Linked DNA regions of Oryza sativa: region 2 is linked to region 1. Evidence: chromatin contacts called from public HiCAR-type data. All regions are on one chromosome and are shown on one strand. The core of a region is the stretch at or near the end of the contact, and the rest is flanking DNA. Distances in the headings are between cores, read along the strand shown. Region 1 holds the start of LOC112938581. Region 2 holds the start of LOC4336947 (ethylene-responsive transcription factor 11).

Evidence for each region. HiCAR-type assays count read pairs that join an accessible place to other places.
Region 2: a contact with region 1 is called in a HiCAR-type map of leaf, with 3 times the contacts expected there. The contact joins the promoter of LOC4336947 here to the promoter of LOC112938581 in region 1. A contact is called at or near these places in 1 of 15 Hi-C or Micro-C datasets (seedling) and 1 of 4 datasets of contacts at active chromatin or transcription factors (leaf).

Annotation. Positions count from the first base shown.
Region 1 is chr4:31,120,837-31,124,916 of ASM3414082v1, forward strand. It overlaps LOC112938581, which reads right to left and starts at 1,887. Exons shown (of 1, transcript XM_026024539.2): 1 at 1,117-1,887. The coding sequence starts at 1,752. The coding sequence ends at 1,537.
Region 2 is chr4:31,445,314-31,448,929 of ASM3414082v1, forward strand. It overlaps LOC4336947 (ethylene-responsive transcription factor 11), which reads left to right and starts at 1,374. Exons shown (of 1, transcript XM_015778389.3): 1 at 1,374-2,475. The coding sequence starts at 1,493. The coding sequence ends at 2,161.

The DNA of each region.
Region 1 (4,080 bases), core at 637-3,136:
TTTCTCGATGGATGAGATGACAAGAGGCGTGAGGCGGACACGGTCGAATACAATTACCGGCCGCTATTAAACCGGCAGACGCACACGCAATCCATCGGCCGTGGCCGCAGCACAGCAGGATAGCATCAGGGCACCGGATTCCGGGGATGTTTACGTGATGCGCGCGGTAAGGGAAAGGGCGGGCCAAAGCAAAACCAACGGACGGACTACCAACCATGCTGGGAGCATGTCACCATGCCTCCACAGAGTACTTGTCAGTGACAACTGACAACTCCTACTCCTTCGGTTCCGTAAAAACAAACCCACTAACACATTCTATTACGACAAATCTGAACCGAGTAAGTATATGCTTTAGAATAGTGCAGTGTGTAGAGCATCGACTCACAAGCTACTACCTTCGTTACAGGATGTAAGTAATTTTTTTAGGTTTACACGGATATTAAGAAAATATGTAAAATTGATTAGAGGAAAGCTATGATCATTAAAAAGAGAGAAATTGGTAGGTGGAGAAAGAGCTAGTGTATTTTTTAAACGGAGGTAGTACTGAGTACTACCAACAAGAGCAGTTCCATTTCACTGCACAATCACGATGCACTGTCTTATTCTAGCAGTAAGGCAATGTACATCAGTACAGGTGCCGATATAAGGTTCGGGGTCCATCCTTATTACAGCCGAAAGCTCGCTTTTGCAACTTGAGCTACACTTTTGCAACTTGAGCTGATCGACGGGGTTTTGCCATGTCAAGGTGCAAGTGCCGTTCTGAAACAGCTGGAGTAGCTAGTATAGTGTTTTCTGTCCCAGCTGGTGTGACATTTCGTGATTTCGGTAAAATTCCTATGCTTTTAGACAAGATGAGCGTGAAAAACTTCCCGATGAAATTCATTTGTCGCATGGGCCATGGCATATGTAGGAGTAGGTGCTATTTGCCACTTCTGTTCGAGTCTTCTTCACAGAAAAGGAGTTGTGCTAACGGCATAATTCCACGACTTGTAAAAGACAACGCCTTTATTAATCAGGATCTCCCACAAAAGTAAGTTGTATACTCCTTTAAGACAAGAAGTACAATAAAAGCATAGCTATCTTGGATTGTTGGTAGCAACTTAAATTGAGAACGGATTAAAAGCTTAGAACGTTAGTCACTCAGTTTTCACTAACTGGAGGAGTAAATACAAGACACTGGGAACACATAGTTACACACACCTGATTTACATTTTTTACAATTTTACAAACATACCAACACAAAAAGCGTCAGGCACGCACAGCGTCACGTGATGCACATGTAGGCACATCTGCTGTCCGCTGATCGCAAGATTAGACACACGGTTGATCGCACCAGACGAAACATTAATCCATCTGCCGATGATCAGCTAGCTAGTCCCTATCAACTAGTTGTACTGCTAGACAAGAAGAGCACACACTAGCTAGCCGAGACGAGAGCTAGGAAGGAAGGAAGGATGGATTATCCTTAATTAATCAAGGGCAAATGAACCTAATCAAGAAATTAACCACTGTGATGAAAGTAGCAAGAAGTTTTGTCTAGCTGTAGAGGGTGACGAGGCGGCGGAGGCACCTGGAGCAGGAGTACTTGCGCTTGCTCTTGACGCAGAGCGGGAGGCAGAGGATGCGGCGCTCGCTCTCGACGTCGGTGGCCACCACCGCGCCGCCGCACCGCGGGCACGCCCCGGGCGCCTTGTGCGTCCCCACCACCCGCTCCTCCGCCGCCCCGCACATCGCCGCCACCGTCGTCGCCATCCTATCCAGTCACTCTTATTATCTCGCTAGCCGCCACCACCAGTCCACCACCACCACAGCAGCAGCAATCGACCAAAGCAAAATAGGCTAGGCAGGAGGAGGAGGAGGAAGAGGACGAGGAAGATAGGCCAGGCTGGTGGTTGCTTGGGTTGAAGTGGCCGCATATATAGCGAGGCGAGCGGACAAGGTGGGGGAGCGAAAGCGCAATGGACGCGTGCGCGCGCGAGACGGGGGCTGTGGTGCAGGGGGAGGGGAGCATTTTGCTCGGTGCATCTGCTCGGCTGCACGGGCGGCGCGTGCGTGCGTGGCAGGGGGGATCCGCGTATGGGTAAGCGCATGTGCCGCGATTCTGCCTCTTTTTCCTTCAAGGAGAGGAGGGGTCGGCGGGCCAGCGTGCGCTTTTCCGTCGTATCTGGAGTCAGCAGTTTTATCGATAGTGTAATTTGCTCTTCCCTCTTCGCGTACGCGTGGTGACGTGAAAGAAAAGCCTACGCTGTACGCTTTTGCCTTTTGTTAATTAGAACGGCCATGTTAAGCTTCCATGCGTGATGGGGAGCGTTAGCTATACTAGCGTCGATCACGGTATTATGCAGTCACGTGCGGGTGGAACTGCGGATATCCGAGCGCATATACCACTTTGCTTAAACCTCCATCGATCGATCACAAGGTTTTCTGCTCATCCAGCTATCGGCCTAGCTAACATCCTAGTCTTTTAATAACAATCAACTTAATTGCAACGCCTTTTGGTTTTGTGCCTACAAGAATTATGTAGGTAAGGAGGCACTAGGGAGGCACACCCTTCCCATAAAATTTTAGTTTTAAATATGAATAGTCGAGATTACATTGGCGTTCAGATCACTTATGTTATGTTCTCGTTCTTAAAATGAAAGCTTCATTTTTTTAGCTACTACGTTCATCTGAAACTTCTTAACCCAATAGCATGTTTAGTTTGATTTTACACTAATGCCTAGGATAGTTTTCATCTCCACACTTTCTAGACATATAATTGTTCATGTTTATAGATATGATTAAACTTTCTTTAAGGACAGAGGGGTACTCTCTTGTGAGTATTTGAGAGTAGAGAATTAGAGAAGATTGAGAAGATATACAAACGAGATACTTAAAAGTTATATTAATATATTTTTTTAAATTAACTTTGATATATTCGTTTAGCTATTCGAGGAATGTGTATACAAAAAACGAAGGACTTTTCCATCCAATCTGCTTCCACCTAACACACCCTAATCTGACGTTTGTTGCACGATACACCTCCGCTGGGCCACACGAAAACGAGATACACACATCCTGCGGAGCATCAACGTACGAACGGTCGCCGTACGTTCGCCTCGCCCAACCGGCACGCAGCTTGCGGGGACGCCCGAAAGACCGACCGATCCATCCATCCATCCCTCGTCCCCGGCTCCCCGCCACCAACCGCCCGGGACCGGGACCGTGCCCGCAGCAGCAGCTGGTCCCGCACCCGTACGTGCACGAGCGCGACGTCGTCACGGTTGTTGCAGCCACAGCGCCCGCCCGCCCCCTGGTCCCCCTGATCCCGGCCTCTCCCGCCCGCGCGCGCGCGTACCGTGCGGCGTCGTGCGTGCGTACATGCGTGCGCCGTAACCAGCAGCCGCGCGGATCGATCGGTGGCGCGCCCCACGGGCCACGGCTCGGCCCTCCTTTTGAGGTTGTAAAGTACGCCGTGCTTATCCGCGGCCACGTACTTGCTTTTCCCCATTTTGTCTTTTTTTCTCTTACCATGGGACACACTACTACAGGACGATTTTTTCGTACGATCAAAATAGATTTTCATAGGTAAGTAGTGGGTGATCCACATGAGTCCTTATCGTTTTGTGAGAGGGGCTTGTCCCTCTCTCCCAAACACCCCACCCCCTAAGGTGTATGCAAACAAAAAAATATGTATTTTTACATGTCGGTAAAATAAACGTGTACGGTGTGTATGTGAAAGTTGTACTTTTAGGAGAAACGAATTTTGCAAGTGCGAACAGTCTAGAGGGACCCTCGTCCAGGAAAAAAAAATCTTTTCTAGGTGACAGTGAGTGTTGTAATAGTGACAGTGGGTAAAAGGCGTGCGAGGTGATGGGTTCGTAGTACAAACAATCTACAGCTCTTTTTTTTGGATAATGATCTGCAGCTCTTGTTGTAGTACTACGATAAGCGGATAATCATGCGTAGGAACGAAACAAAAAGTTTCACGCGAAAAAGGGATAGCTGTGATGTTGAGGTTTGGCCAGTGTAGGCCACAAATTTTGACAATTTAACCCTTTAAAAAATCTAATTTTACAAATGAATCCTCATCAAAACTTA
Region 2 (3,616 bases), core at 124-2,623, 320 kb after region 1:
ACGCCGCCTGCGCCTCAGCGTCTGGCAGAGAACAGCGAGAGGGAAAAAAAAAGGGTTGGCGGTTTCCCCATTCCACCGTCCAAATCCGGCGCCCGAAGACTTGTCCGGTCCAGCTCGCAGCTCCGCTCGGGTGCAGCGTGCACGCGCAACAATACAATAATCCTCCGCGAATCTGCCGTCTACCCGCGGCCGCCTCAGCCCGCCGCCGTGCCAAGCAAGGAAGACGCGGTGCAGCTACGTCGTCCTCCTGCGGCCGCCCACCACATCCATCGTCCGTCCCCTGTTGCCCAAAAAAAACACTTTTTTTTTCCGCCCACACCTCCCTCCCGTCACATCACGCGCCGCGTCGTCGCCCCCCTGCACTGCGCACCGCACCGCGGGCCACGCCACGCCACGCGGCTCGCGCCGCGACCGGGACACCGTCGGCCCCACCACCGCGCGCGCGCTCTCGCGCTCTCGCGCTCGCGTTTACGACGTTACGTACGGGGGAGGTGGGGATAACAAAGGCGGCGGCCGGTGGCGTTGGCCCCACCACGCGAAATTGCGACGGTTTTGCTGCTTTTTTTTTTTGGTTTGCTTGTCTGCATGTCTCGTTTTGCGCGCGCCGCCGTCGTCGCGGTGGACGGAATTATGGGAAGCAATCAGCTGGGTGCGCGACGCGACGGCACAGCCGTTGTTGGCTCGCTATACCATCCCTTCACCGCGAAAATCGGCGCGCGACACCACCATTCGCTTCGCCGCCTACCTGACGCGAAAATACACGGACCTCACCCCTTGTTGATTCCACCGATGGGAAATGGCAAAAAGAAGTAAGAAAAAAAATTGGAACCAAACATACAGATTGAGATCGGATACGGTCGTAAGTGCGACTGCACCTTACGACTGCATATATTTTTAGCCATTTATTTTTCAGATCTCAAACATTCTAACGCATGCATGATTATCAATAATGCGAGGACAAAATATTATAATTTAGAATTAAATATGATATTTTCTAATACAATGTATTTGGATAGACAGTCTGTCATTCTTATATTTTAATACGGAGGTATAGTACAGCACCCTGCGTCGTGCCGTTGTGCGTCCAAAAGGATCACAAGGACAATAGGACGGGGCAGCGCAGCACTCGAACTACCAAGCAAGCAAGGAGCAAGGGAAAGCAACCACACACACACGCTACCAAATCAGCACCGTCAAAGGCAAGGAGAAAAGAAAAGAGAGAGAGAGAGGGAAGATTAACGACGGGACAAACGGCGGGGGCGGCGCCTCTCTCTCCGCTCCGCTATGGGGTCAAACCTCCCCTCCCGCTGGCCCCGCCGCACCTCCCGCCTCCCCTATTAATACCACCTCCTCCTCCCCACTTTCCTCCCCCCAAACTCCAACGCACCACCGGCGCCAAACCAACCACCCACCATCCACCGGTCGAACACTTGGCGCTCTCGCCCGCCTTAGCTCGCTCTGCTCGTGGTGCTCGACCCGAACAAGAACGGACATGGCTCCCAGGAACGCCGCCGAGGCCGTCGCCGTCGCCGTGGCGGAGGGCGGAGGAGCCGGCATGGAGCCCAGGTTCCGCGGCGTGAGGAAGCGCCCGTGGGGCAGGTACGCGGCGGAGATCCGCGACCCGGCCAGGAAGGCGCGGGTGTGGCTCGGCACCTTCGACACCGCCGAGGCCGCGGCGCGCGCCTACGACAGCGCCGCGCTCCACTTCCGCGGGCCCAAGGCCAAGACCAACTTCCCCGTCGCCTTCGCGCACGCCCACCACCACGCCCCGCCGCCGCCGCTGCCCAAGGCGGCGGCGCTGGCCGTCGTCAGCCCGACCAGCAGCACGGTCGAGTCGTCCTCCCGGGACACGCCCGCCGCCGCCCCGGTGGCGGCCGCGGCCAAGGCCCAGGTGCCCGCCTCGCCTTCGCTCGATCTGAGCCTCGGGATGTCGGCCATGGTGGCCGCCCAGCCGTTCCTGTTCCTCGACCCCAGGGTCGCGGTGACCGTGGCCGTCGCGGCACCGGTGCCTCGCCGGCCGGCCGTCGTCAGCGTCAAGAAGGAGGTAGCTCGCCTGGACGAGCAGAGCGACACCGGCTCGTCGTCATCCGTGGTGGACGCCTCGCCGGCCGTCGGCGTGGGGCTCGACCTGAACCTGCCGCCGCCGATCGAGGAGGCGTAGGTTGCAGCGCCCGATGACGACGACAAGACCCCCCCACAAATCCCTCGTAGAAAAGTCTAGAGCGACGTGTAATAGTAAGAGGTTAATCGTCCGTTTAATTGCCAGGATTGATCAACTAGGTGTACATAGATCGTGTCCTTTTTGCACGGGGAGATAGGTATGAGGAAAAGGCTACTACTCCCGGTGTTACAGTTCCTTTAAAGAAAGAAGGAAAAAAACAAGAAAAGAAAAAGAAAACATTTTGTTGTTCGATGTAACATATTGATCATCAATCTCTGATTAATGAGAAATTTACGTTATTTTGTTCTTAAAAACCATTTACTGTGGATGCTTTACCCGTTTATTACTAGTATGTGGCTTCATCCCTGCAAGTTAGCAGCACAGGCAACTTTGTTTCCAGCACCTAACCAGATCTGTGTCTTGACTCTTGAGGGAAAAAGGACTTGAGATTTACCATCCCAGCTTGTGCATCATTAAACAGAGGAAAACAATTAAACCGGTTTTGTCGTCTCCTGTGCATCTTAATTGCACATCAAAACAGGCAGATGTATGTGCAAATCAGCTCAAACAATGACTGCTAGTAGTCTTCTCCCACCGATCTGAAGTGTGTGTTCGATGTACAAGAGCACGCGTCGTTGAACGGTTCGGCGGATGAAATTCCGTGGCAAAACAAAGTACAAGTGCCCCGCTCCTCCTCCCCGGCGACCGACAGCCACACCACCCCGCGGCCCGCGGAAGGAAAGGCTTGGAGTACGACCCGGACGGAGGAGACGCGCGGAAAACCGCGGCACCAACGACCATCTACGACGACGTCGCTTGCCGCGGGCCCCGTGGAGAACGAGTCCACCCGTGCACAGGCGTGCGCAGCGGGAGCAGAGCTCGTAGGACGCCGCGCCGCACCGCGTCGCGTCGCCCAGGGGAGGGGGAGGAGTCGTCGTGGTCACGCTCACACAGTCACACTTGCTCCCACGGCGCGACAACCACGTAGCCAAAGCCACTGGCTATGGCCTCCCTGGGCGCGCCCCCACCACCACCCCACGCGCGTTTGACGCCTTCCTGTCTCTTCACCTCGCTTCGGCCCGGGGCAAGCTCGCTACCGCAGCGCAAGCTACGTACACTCGCACGCACGCACACGCGCGACCCGTGAGCCAGTGAGCCAACGACCCGCGGATGCGTGGGTCCACCACCGCGCGGGGGCCCCACGACCCAACCAACCGTGTGGCTCGGATCGTGTTTGTCATGTGGTGGCCGGCGTCGCGGTCGCGGGGCGGCTAGTCGGCTACAGTAGGCGTCCTCGCCTTTTGTTCCGCACAAGGATTGGTTGGTTTGGTTGGTTGTTTGGATCGATCTGCGACTGCGAGTCGAGCCGCGAGCGAGCTGCTTTGCTTTTGGCTCATCAGCGCCGATGGTTTTCGCGGTTCGCGTAGGTGGTAGCGTTGGAAGCTCTCGCAAGTT